2 separate regions of the Mus musculus genome follow, and region 2 is linked to region 1. Evidence: chromatin contacts called from public Hi-C data. All regions are on one chromosome and are shown on one strand. Each heading gives the region's core, a stretch centred on a gene start, on an enhancer-like site or on the middle of the called end of the contact. The rest is flanking DNA. Distances are from core to core; before and after follow the strand shown.

Evidence for each region. A called contact is a pair of places that touch in the nucleus more often than the background predicts.
Region 2: a Hi-C map of myocytes shows a contact between it and region 1, with 1.9 times the contacts expected there. The contact joins the enhancer-like site here to the promoter of Pou4f1 in region 1. A contact is called at or near these places in 2 of 39 promoter capture datasets (embryonic stem cells and frontonasal cranial neural crest), 6 of 484 Hi-C or Micro-C datasets (embryonic fibroblasts, embryonic stem cells, lens fibers and 3 more) and 10 of 115 datasets of contacts at active chromatin or transcription factors (bone marrow-derived macrophages, craniofacial prominence, embryonic basal ganglia and 7 more).

Annotation. Positions count from the first base shown.
Region 1 is chr14:104,463,598-104,469,928 of GRCm38.p6, reverse strand. It overlaps Pou4f1 (POU domain, class 4, transcription factor 1), which reads left to right and starts at 1,930. Exons shown (of 3, transcript NM_011143.4): 1 at 1,930-2,318; 2 at 3,058-4,244; 3 at 5,385-6,331. The coding sequence starts at 2,196. The coding sequence ends at 4,200.
Region 2 is chr14:104,792,921-104,799,251 of GRCm38.p6, reverse strand. The region is part of intron 2 of D130009I18Rik (RIKEN cDNA D130009I18 gene); the gene reads right to left. Among named protein-coding and RNA genes, the nearest start is that of D130009I18Rik, 160 kb to the right of the region's middle. Within about 2 kb of position 2,656, at least 16 of the 459 cell types and tissues checked have an H3K27ac peak or open chromatin away from gene starts, as enhancers often do. A contact at or near this core is called in myocytes and neural tube, where this site is marked.

The DNA.
Region 1 (6,331 bases), core at 681-3,180:
GTCAGGAAGGGTTAGGTTAAGCCTGGACACCCAGTGGGGCCCAGACCATTGGACTCACTCTTTCCCTCCGGCGATGTCCCGCTCATAGTCCATTTCCCGCTGAGATAGAGTTGCATTTAGCGCTCCCAGGGGAGCCACATAATGGATGAAGAAGTGGCTCCTTCTTGCACCAGCAAATGAACATCCTTCTCACTTCCCTCTCAGGCTAGAAGAAAGGGAGGGGTTGGGAGGGCAGAAAGGAAAGAGAAGAAAGAAAAGCCAGTGATGTCTGTGGGCTCTTCTTGGAATCTGAATAAACTCGTGGGTGTCCTGAAGATATACACTCTCTAAAGCAAAGGAAAAATACAAATCTGCTGGACCAAAGATTTGGGTTTGCAGAAATGAGATCTCCTCTTTGGTGGAAATGCAGACCTTCTTGTTGTGCGAGTGACCTGAAAGATTATGTATCTGATCTCTGCTTCCCATAAGCAGTTTCTTGTCTCTCTCAGGCTCTCTAGCCAGCAGATGTGATAACATCTGGACCGTTATTATCACCCTAGGCAAGGACTGTATCCTTAGGGACTTAGGCACCCAAGCTGAGGCTCCCCAGAGAGGCCCTTGATCTGCTGCTACATGAGGGTAATATAACAGGTTCATTAATTTATTTCTTCTTCATAGGTCTTCATTTCACAGTTGTTGTTGTTACTATTATTGAAGGCTGGACTAGATAGCATACCAGTTCCTTCTATCTGATTTGAATTTACATTTTGAATTACAATCTATAGATTAGCTTCATTCTGTATCCCAGGTAAGAAAAATACTGTAAGCAGGCAGATATAAAAAGCAAGGGTCCAAAGCGATGTGAAAGAAAGTTCTCTTTTCAACATCTTATTCCCTTTTCTCTGAAGTGGATTTCTTTTCCTGGAGTTTCCAGGGGGGAAAAAAGTGTGTGTGTGTGTGTGTGTGTGTGTGTGTCTCACTGGAGAGGAAAAGATAAAGATCTCGGCTACACCCTGTTTACTATTTTTCCTTTTTGATGACTCAAAGCCTCAGATCACCTAGAGCTCCTTTGAAATGTGAGTTTGTACACGGTTAAAGGAGACAAACAATAAGAGAAATGCACAATTTCATTTCAACAGCTTTTCCCGAGTAGAAAGCACACACTCCTTACTGCTCCTAAGTGACTGTCACTGGTGGTGCCTGACACAGTTATATTCACAACAACAAAGTATGCAGAGAAATTAAATTACGTGGAAATCAATAGCGTCTGACTGCTTCAAACAACTGTCTGTCATGGCTATTATTCTCCGGGAGCCTATTTATAAACCATGAAAGAAACAGGTTCTTGCAGCATAAAGACAGCATCATCCACAGCGCATTTCTGTGTTGCTATTTTTCTCCATATACAGAGGAATGCACGGGCATAATTTAACATACAAATGCCTCTCTGTATACATTATATAACAGCTTGTTAGGCACCGGGTAGTGGAGGTGTGCCTAAATAATGCGCATATATTCTGGGAGGAAAACACACCCGAGAGGAGTGCTTGCATCCTGGCTTTCTTCCTCCAAAAGGTTCCTACCCTTCAACAATAACGGGCCCTTTTTGATCTTTGCAGACCGGCGGAGGCAAGGTGGGACCTGCAGCGCGCATGCCTGGCCAGCTACAGGTGCATCACCTGCCTTGTCCTTGCTGGTGGTCACTATAAGAGCGGCTCCCACGCGCCGCCGCCGGTCGCGGCTCGACGAGCGCGCGCGCGCCCGCCCGCCCGCTCGCTCGCCCAAGCACGGCGCCGCGGCCGCGGGGAGGGCGCGCGCCAGACAGACGGAGACAGCTGCTGTCTGTCAGCGCGGCGGGGCCCGCGAGCTCTCGCGAGAGCTGCCCGGGCCGGCCGCGAGAAGTGGGGCTCAGGTGTAAGAGGAGCGCAGCCCGTCGGCGCGCCGGGGCTAGAGCTCTCGGAGAAGCGGGATCGCGGGACCTGCGCGCGGGCCGGCGGGCGGGCGCTCTGCGCGGTCGGTCCGAGGCAGCGGGCTGCGCTCGCCGGCGCAGCAGCGGCAGCAGCAGCAGCAGCAGCCCCCGCGGCGAGCCTCCGAGCGGAGCCGCCGAGCAGTGCGAGCGAGCGCAGCCTCGGGACGGAGGCCGGGCGAGCCGGCGTGCGCACTTTGCCGCGGACTTTGCGAGTGTTTTGTGGATTTTTACATGCCAAGGCGCCAAGATGATGTCCATGAACAGCAAGCAGCCTCACTTTGCCATGCATCCCACCCTCCCTGAGCACAAGTACCCGTCGCTGCACTCCAGCTCCGAGGCCATCCGGCGGGCCTGCCTGCCCACGCCGCCGGTAAGCGCCCCACGCCCGCGGCCCCGGTCCCGGCCCGCGCGCTCGCCCCCTCCCCCGCTCCGCGCCGCTGCCTGGCGGCAGCTGCCCCGGGCGGCTCCGGGCCCCGCTCCCGCGGGCGGGACTGCTCTTAGAGGGATCCCGCTGCCAGGCACGCGTGGCCCGGGGCCGCTGGAGGCCCGGGTCCCATCCGCCTGTGCCTCTGTCCAGCGCCTGCCATCCGCGGGGAGCTCTCGGGCCGCGGCTGTCGACTTGGCTCCACTTTGTCGGTTAATTTTACGCCTGCACAAGGCGATCTCTGCTCGCTCGCTCGCTCGCTCGCTCGCTCGCTCGCTTTCTCGTTCGGGTGTGTGGCACGGGTCCTTAGCTTCGAGTGACATCTCCATTTCTTCTTTTTCTTCTTCTTTTCGCTCTTTTTTGTCGTCTCCCACTGTCTTCCCCGGAATGTGTTTCCGTGTGCGTCCCCTTCTACCCTTCCCTGGCCCTGTGCCTCTCCCCTTCTATTTCCCCCACCCCGGCATGTTCTCAAATCGTCCCCCGGTCCTCCGTTGACCCTGCTCTTCCCACCCCCCGTTGTTATTTTGGTCGCTTTGTGTTTTGCCTTTTGCCCGTGCTTTCCTGCTTGTGTGTTTGTTTTGTGGTTTCTTTGGTGTTTGTCCCCCCTTTTTTCTTTTTTTTTCTTTTTCTTTCTTCTTTTTTTTTTCTTTCCTTTTCTTTTTGGTTTGGTTTGTGTCGCCTGCAGCTGCAGAGCAACCTCTTCGCCAGCCTGGACGAGACGCTGCTGGCGCGGGCCGAGGCGCTGGCGGCCGTGGACATCGCGGTGTCCCAGGGCAAGAGCCACCCTTTCAAGCCGGACGCCACGTACCACACGATGAATAGCGTGCCCTGCACGTCCACGTCCACCGTGCCGCTGGCGCACCACCACCACCACCACCACCACCACCAGGCGCTCGAGCCCGGTGACCTGCTGGACCACATCTCGTCGCCGTCGCTCGCGCTCATGGCCGGCGCAGGGGGCGCAGGCGCGGCGGGAGGCGGCGGCGGCGCCCACGACGGCCCCGGGGGCGGAGGCGGACCGGGGGGCGGCGGTGGCCCGGGCGGCGGCGGCCCCGGGGGTGGCGGCGGCGGCGGCGGCCCGGGGGGCGGCGGCGGCGGCCCGGGCGGCGGGCTCTTGGGCGGCTCGGCGCATCCGCACCCGCACATGCACGGCCTGGGCCACCTGTCGCACCCCGCGGCGGCGGCGGCCATGAACATGCCGTCCGGGCTGCCGCATCCCGGGCTCGTGGCCGCGGCGGCGCACCACGGCGCGGCGGCGGCAGCGGCGGCGGCGGCGGCGGGGCAGGTGGCGGCGGCGTCGGCCGCGGCGGCGGTGGTGGGCGCGGCGGGCCTGGCGTCCATCTGCGACTCGGACACGGACCCGCGCGAGCTCGAGGCGTTCGCCGAGCGCTTCAAGCAGCGGCGCATCAAGCTGGGCGTGACGCAGGCCGACGTGGGCTCGGCGCTGGCCAACCTCAAGATCCCGGGCGTGGGCTCGCTCAGCCAGAGCACCATCTGCAGGTTCGAGTCGCTCACGCTCTCGCACAACAACATGATCGCGCTCAAGCCCATCCTGCAGGCGTGGCTGGAGGAGGCCGAGGGCGCGCAGCGTGAGAAAATGAACAAGCCGGAGCTCTTCAACGGCGGCGAGAAGAAGCGCAAGCGGACTTCCATCGCCGCGCCCGAGAAGCGCTCCCTCGAGGCCTATTTTGCCGTACAACCCCGGCCCTCGTCTGAGAAGATCGCCGCCATCGCCGAGAAACTGGACCTCAAAAAGAACGTGGTGCGGGTGTGGTTTTGCAACCAGAGACAGAAGCAGAAGCGGATGAAATTCTCTGCCACTTACTGAGGAGGGTGTGAGACGCCGGGTGGGGCACACTGGGGAGCTGAGGGGTGCGTTTCTGGGGCTCCCTCTGGCCCACTTCCCCTCATTTAGACTGTCCGTTATCCTGCCTGCATTTGGGGAGTTCCTTTTCTTGCCCTTCCCTCAGCTCCACTCTGCACCCGGCCCTAGCTGTCCCCCAGCCTAGAGAACAGGGGTGTGGGTGTGGAGAAAGTTTGGGATGGCAGGAGAGAATGGGGGACGTTTAGGTGAGCAGGGCCTGGGGGGTGGGGGAGAAACGCAAAGACTGGAGCTGGGGGGGTTTCGAGAAGCAGGATGGTTCTGGGGAGCAGGGTGGGAGGGAAAGATGGGTGAAGAACTGGGGATCTTGACCAGAGACACTTACAAAATCATCTGGGGACCAAGGAACTATGTACAAAGATAAAACTACCAACCATCACCAAAAACAAAACATAAAACACTAGACAAATAAGGGGGGGGGCAAAGATGCTTTAGGAACTTAACTCCTGGGAGCAGTATTCTGCAGCCTCGTTTACCCCCAAGGAAGAGAAAGCAGCAGTACCATTACTACCACCGCCCCAACTTCCCAAGCACAAGTGAGTCACATAGGAAATCTATCAGCCTGCACCTTGAGCTTCCGGGCAGAAAGCTAGTCCTGTGTTTAACTTTCCCTTCTAAAGTCTCACACCTGCACCCTCTTTGGTTTATTTCCTCTCTTCCAAAGAGACTCCAGGCTTGGCTTCCACTCAGCATCTGGAGCTTAGCTTACATGCGCTTGGGGAGGCTGCCTGGTCATTCACACCGAATCTTCATTTCCCAGGAGCCAATGGCCTCAGTCTTGTGGTCTTGGTCAGGTCTTGAGGCAATGAGAACTCAAAAGACAGAAATTAGGTTCTCCGAAAAAAAAAAAGAATTTATTCTGGGATAATTAAATGACCATACCTACAGTAGGGTTTTACTTTTATAATTTTCTTCATGGATCCATGAACAAATTATCTGACAGTGTCCCCCCCCCCCCATCCTACTTCTAGAACTTTAGAGTGCCCTCTGTTTTTTTTTTTTTTTTTTTTTTTAGTTCGGATTCAAACTCTGCCATCGCACTTATTAAGAGAGGGTGGGAGATCTTAGGGAAGAAACTTGCTTCCGTTTCCACTTCTCTCCACTGAATACAGCCCATCTCGCTCTTCTAGGTCCCTGTCTCCCTCCTTTGGAGAACCGTGAAGTTGTTGAAAAGCTGAGAAGTTTCTGCTCTCATTTGGGGGCAGGAGTCCCATGTAAGAAAAATCACCTAAAATCCCAGAAGAAAGGAAGAGATTTAAAGATTTAAAGCCCCTCCCACCTTGTTCGTTTCAAATAGGTCTGCACTTACCTGGGGGAAGGGGAACAGTGTTTCCCTGTTGTTGTTGTTGTTCTTGTTGTTGTTATTCAAGGATCATTTATTACCGGGGATAAATGTTGAGTCACAAAAACTTCAATTTGCACTATGAGTTTCCAAAATAGAAAATCATGTGTGATATTTCATACTAATAATCCAAGCTGCTGACGGATTTTAAGGAAAAATTTTTTGAGAAAGACAGTTTGAGAAAGAAAGAGAGAGAGAGAGAAATGTGGTTTAGTGAAATGCCTGCTTTGTTGTGTAGAAGATCCCCTTTGGATCTCATGTGGAGATGGTCTGTTACTATCATTTAACCATAACTAAAGATGAAAACGGAAGAGATAAGGGGGGAAGCACTGTTTAACAAGACTGAAATCATGCATGGCTCGAAAGGTGCAGAAAGAAATGTGATTAGGTCTCACTCTGGGTAGGCGTTGTTATTTATTTAATTATGTTGTATGTCATTGTTTGCAGCACAAAACATTCTATGCATTTGAAACTGAGCACTAAACTGGGCTAGCTTTCTGGTAGACCATTTTTTTGTGGATAGTGTGATTTCACAGTCTACTGCCTGTTTCCACTGAAAACACATTATTGTAAATATTTTCTTTCATGCACAGGCCCACACACAGTGGTTACAAACTGCCAGTGTTAATCCTGAAATGTCTCACTGACTGATCCTCCTGTCCATGTTGTGTCTGCAGAGCTCTCTCCTTGGTTATGTCTTCGCTCTATTGCCCCCACCCCCACCCCACCCCATCA
Region 2 (6,331 bases), core at 1,407-3,906, 330 kb before region 1:
GGTTTGTGCTTCTCTCTCTCTCTCTCTCTCTCTCTCTCTCTGCCTTTCTCTCTCTCTGCCTCTCTCTGTCTGTCTGTCTGTCTGTCTGTCTCTGCCCCCTCTCTCTGCCTCTTTGCCTCTCTCTCTGTCTCTCTCTGTCTCTCTCTGACTCTCTGTCTCTCTGTCTCTCTCTCTCTTGTGCCTATGTCTGGCTACTTTTTCAAGGCTCCACACTTAAGCTTCTGGTTGCCCACTGGTTTCAGGTCTTCAGCAAAAAAATTCTCCGAGGATTTTCAGTTTTACACAATTACTATGTGTCATAGCTGTAACTGATTCCTTAATAGTAACTCAAGCCCCATCTTTAATTATTAGCTGAGTGTCCAGCGGTATTTTGGGCACAGGGGTAAAGAAAGGAGGTAGAAAGTAAACAAGGGCACCAGTCATTATCACAAGCTGGCATCAGTCATTATCACAAGCTGGCATCAGTCATTTAGAGGTGGGGCCGAGATGGAGGCAGCTTCCAAGGAAAACTGAGGGAGGATGGGCGTTAGTTAGAACCGTCTAAAAATGATGGAAAAGAGCCAGGCATGGTGATGCACGCCTTTAAACCCAGCACTCAGGAGGCAGAGGCAGATGGATTTCTGAGTTCGAGGCCAGCCTGGTCTACAAAGTGAGTTCCAGGACAGCCAAGGCTACACAGAGAAACCCTGTCTCGAAAAACTTTAAAAAAAAAAATGGAAAAGAAGAAGAAAAGAGACCTGCTTCTGGACTTACCTTGGGTCTTAGAAAGTCATACAAGATATGCACCATCTTGTTCTTGCTTGTTACTTTGGGCAGTGGAGGGCTCACCAGAGACCTTCCTGGGACGCAGGGATGGAAGGCTGGGAATGAAGGTCAGTGGAGGGACAGGAAGGAAGCATATCTGTTTTAATTTGAACCTCTTTTGTCTAACACATAGGAGAATTTGATACTTTTGGCCGTAGATTTGAGCTTCATTGTGTGTGTGGGGGGGGGGTGGGGGGGTTGTGACTGGCACCTTCTGTGTTAGCATCTCTCAGGGCAACTGCGTGTTTCTGCATTAAATTTGTCTGTACAACTATTTAGCCTCACTGCACCAGGCATTCTGTGAAGGAAGGGGTTCTTGTATATTTGTTGTTTGTGGTCTGAGAACTCAACATCATTTCTGGGGTATGAGAGTATTTCAAAAATTATATATATTTAAAAATACTTTTGTGAGTACTTGGAGAGCTTCACATGATATATTTGTTTATACTCACTCCTAATTCCTACTCCCCCCCCCCCAGGCCTGCTCCCCCTTCCCCCTCCCCCTGAAATGCCATGTGAGTACAGGAAGTAGTCCCCCACTAGGTAGCTTTGGATGAATGACTATTTGCCAGACCACAGTGTTTGCGTTACCTTTGTCCTACATTTTGCTGAAAGTTTCAGGTCAAATGAGAAATAACCTAAGTGAGGGGCACGTAGAAAGGGATTTTAAACATCATTCATCCTTGGGTAATACAGTAAGAAAATTATAACTGAAAGACACAAGAAGACAAAATATAGAGTTACTTACAAGAATACAATTCAAGTGTTAAGACTTGCATAAACTAGTAGCTACCATTTGCTAGAGGCCTTTAATTTTCATAGATGCCACGATCAAAGGTATGCCTACATATATGAACCTTAATTTAAAAAAAAATAAAAACAGTCTTATTAGGCATGAAGCGTTATCTTTTCATGCTGTGGGGAATAAGACAACAGAAGCTTGGAGACAATGTATTTTTCTAGGCATCACATAGGTAGAGGCCTATGTGTGGGTTAAGAACTGGACTCTTTGTTACTGTGTTTTCTGCCTTTGAGTGGGACTTTGAGATAAACCTTTTGATGATGTAGTGCAGGCTTTAACCAAGTCCCCACTCTATCTTTTAGGAACTTCAGTTTTACTCTATAAAACCCACCGTGCCAACAATGGAAGGGAATGTGGTTCAGTTGATAATGTGTTCGCCACAAAAACGTGAAGATTTGGGTCCCCAGAACCTACATCAAGTGCTGGGCATGGTGCACACATCTGCAGTCCCAGCACGGAGGAGGTCACTCCTATTATCTAATATCAGCGGGGAGATTTTGTTGTTTAGATGCCAAAATCTAAACGAAGGCATTTCCACTGGCCTGTGATCCTTCCTTATTTTCAAACACGTTGGTACTACAGTGCAGAAACCAAAGCAAAGGAAAACACAATAGCAACATTTTAAACGTAAGTACAAAATAGCAAGGAACAGCGCTGAAGGGCCTTTCCTGTAAGAAAGTCCAACAGGAAAGCTGGGTGCGAAGCTTAGAATTCTAGCACTTAATTGGCTGAGCTCAGTGGGAGGAATTTTCATGAGTTCCAAGACAACTTGGGCTATGCGGTGAGTTTCAGCCAAACAGAGCTACAGAATAAGATCCTGTCTCACAATCAAAACCACACAACCAACCAACGGACGTCTAATGACCAGACCCTGTCGCAAGGAGGCAGGAGAAGAAATGCCTTTGGATCAAGGAGCACTATGCATCCAAGGTAACCCCACTGCCTCCCCATGGCCATTAGCGCTTTTTTCTCGTCCCTGCTTGCTCGCTCTCTGACAGCCAGCTTGCTTCATTTATTTCCCATGTTCCGGAAACCTTTGATGAGGTGGCCAGCACTGAGTCAGCGAGCTGGACTTTCACTTGGGCCCCGTTCTCAGCAGCTGCTGAAGCGCTCCACTTGCCTACAGCGATGTGCCAGCTGTCTCCGACTGCATCGCACCACAGTAATGCGAACAACTGGAAGCAATAATGTGTCTCCCCATTTGCCTAACAATCCCAACATGGACAATAACTCAGAAGACTGAAGATTTGTGCTGTAATTTAATAAACCCCACGCACATTTCTACAATTGAGCATCACATCTGCGCAATGGATCCTGGAAGTATAATATTCTTTTATAAGGGACCATTAACCAATCTTAAGTTTATAGGTTTCCTTAAATCTTTTTCATCAGCTGTTAAACTACAGTAAAGAGAAAATTGCCTCTTATGAGCACAAGGGATAGTAAAATACAAAGACTGTGATTAAACGTCAATCAATTAAGGATGATAATATAATAAAATGCTGACTGATGATTAAGATGAGGGCTTTCTAGGAGAATTTTATAAGCAATATTATGATTTTTTTAAAAATGTACTAGAATAAACTTCAATTAGATTAGTTTATACATGAGCCGTTGATCCATTTTTTTTTTTTACATTAAAAAAGGAAACAAGAATTATTCCTCAGGTACAGAGATCCCAAAATTGGCATTGAATCTCTGTACTAAGAGGTGGTTTTTTTTCAGCTTCTTGTTTTTACTATTCCCCAGTCTAGAAAATTTTAAATTTGTTTCTGAGCAGAATAAATAATGACATTTCATTTCAGGTAGTTTCGCAGCAACATGTGCAGCTGGGTCACAGTTTATGAAAATGGATTGTGTAGTAAAAACATCAAACAAACAAACAAACAAGCCTTCCTGTGAGACTGAGGTGACAAAGCGCTGACTGGGCCTTAGAGCCCTGCAAGCTCTCATCAAACAGCCATCTGAGCCTTCTGGAAGTGAACGCTAGCAGGATGCTCTTCTGTGAGGGTCAAGGCAGTTTCTGCCCAGGAAGAGTAGCAAGCATTTCATCTCTGGGTGGGGGCACGTGAGGGTGGAAGGTTCTCTGTGGTAAGATATAAACATGTGCCCATGTTGTGTGCACACACACAGTTATACACACACACACACACACACACACACACACACACACACACACACAGTTACACACACACACACACACACACACGAACACGCGCACACACACACGCACAGGACGCGTCTGCTTTGAGCAAGAGTTATGTTGTAGTATCTAAGCTAATTACAGTGTGTTTAACATCCTAGCAAGGGCCAGGCTGAGAAAATTGAGAATGGCCTTTCCCACTTTTTTTTTTCCTTGCTGACATAATTTTTCTTCCAAGAGTTCCCCCAGCCCCATATTTTTTTGGCCAATATTCTTGTCAAGAGTATCTCCACCTTTGCCCATGCTGAGTGGCTCCTCGTTCAGGTTTTTCCTCCCACATTGCCTTCCCTAAATAATCTTCTTGCTCTGACGCTTGTACCTGGTCCCTCCAGAGATGCCAGGGCATTCAGACTCCTGCCAGTTTACAGGGAGCATTTGAAGCTTGTTGCAACAGCTGGCTTATATGAGCCTTGAAGGAAAAGCGAGCTTACATCCTGGCAGCCCATTGAATTACTAAAGCATCTGGCAAAGTTAGCAGAGAGCAAAAGGCACAGGTAACTCATGGCCCTGCTAGGAACTGCTGGAGGAGACACACATGCAATACAGTGGCAGCAACATAATTAATTAATGAGTCCCAGTGAAGCCTGGCTTCTGCCCTTATCACTCTATGGAAGCCACTGCAGTGAAGGTAACCAGTGGCCTTCTAATTACCCAATTCAATGGATGCTTTCCAGTCAATGTGTTTTTAGGCGGCTCTGCTAGATTTGGCAGAACAGTTGAGTGAAAGGCAGAAAATCACATACCCACAAAATTGCAAAGCTAGAATGTAAAACAGGTTTATTTAACCCCAAATTCAGGATCTGGGCGTCGAACTAGATAGTCTTTCATTGTTTCACTGAATATACAGAAAGGGCTAATGGGAAGCAAAGCATGGGTCATCAGGACTGGGAGATGGCTCCATCAGTACAGAACTTCCCAGGCAAGAATACAGACCTGAGTTCTGAACCCTAGCACACACTGAAAGCCAAACACTGTGGTGTGCACTTGGAATCCCAGCACTGGGGTGGGGGTGGGGGCACGTGGGGGTGGAAGGTTCTCTGTGGTAAGATATAAACATGTGCCCATGTTGTGTGCACACACACACACACACACACACACACACACACACACACCCTGAGTATATGCTTTGGATGGGTTGGCTGGGCCATACGACCGTTATCTTTCCAGGTTTCAAGAAACCTTTGCACTGCTTGTCCTCCAAGCTACACACATGAATTCCTTTGCTCTATGCATACCAGCAGCGCTTGGCATCTGTATTCCGGATGATGGCCATTTTTAAAATGAGCGGTTCATTTTCTTAATGTTTATCTTTCTGAATTCTTTATATATTCCAGATACTCACCATCCATGAGGTAGATAGCTGGAAGAGATTGTTTTCCCATTCTGTGGGCTGCCTAGGCACCCACTTCAAAGTTTCCTTTGCTGTACAGAAACTTTTTACATTCATGAGATCTGGTCTGTGATTGTGTTTGCGTGTGTCTGTGTATGTGTGCATATGTGTACCTGTGCGCACACATGATGAATGAGGCTGTTTCCCTGACTGGACTCTTCAGTATGTTTGTCATTGATGCTAGGAAGGCTACTGTGTCCTGTGTTCACCTCGCATCCTGCCACTTTGCTGAACTTCATTAGCAGCTCTAAGAGGTTTTTAGTCAGTGGTTAGTGTCTCTTACATTTAGAATCATATTTTCGGCAATTTGAACTTTGACATTTTTTTTCTTGCTTATCTTTTATTTCCTTCTTTTATTTTACTAGTAAAGACCTCAAGCATTTTACTGAATAGAAATGGAGAGAGGGGGTACTTAGTCTGATTTCTGATTTTAGTAGGAATGGTTTGAGGGTTTATTTTTTCTTTTCTTTCTTTTTGTTTTTTGTTTTTTGCAGTTAAAGAAATTGATATAATGGCTTGAACATGTTTTCCACCCTGAACACCAAATGATATGAAATTGTGGTAGAGCCATTGTTTTGACTTCTGTGATGATTAATTTTGTTTATCAACTTAGGAGGCAATGGTGGTCATTTGTTTAGGTAAACATCAGTCTAGATTTTACTAAAGGTGCTCTTAAATGTTGACATTATTCATCATCAATAGATTCCAAATTTCTACAGGAAGGAATTCCTATTCCTATTCCTCACTACAACCCAGAAATCCTAACTAAGGTCCTAGGATTCAGACTCAAGACTGCAACAATAATTCTCATATAAACCTCCAGATAGCCAGTTTGTCCTACTGATTTCATCTCTGCCACCTCCCATAATTGTGTGAGACAGTCCTTTTAAATAAATCACACACACACACACACACACACACACACACACACACACACACAGAGAGAGAGAGAGAGAGAGAGAGAGAGAGAGACAGAGAGAGAGAGAGAGAGACAGAGAGAGAGACAGAGAGAGAGACAGAGAGAGAGAGGGAGAGAGAGAGAGAGTTATCCATGTCCTGTTGTCTTTCTCTCTTAGGAGGTCCAGGAATAATACAATGACTAAGTGGGAATAAGATGCTAGGCAGTCGGGCC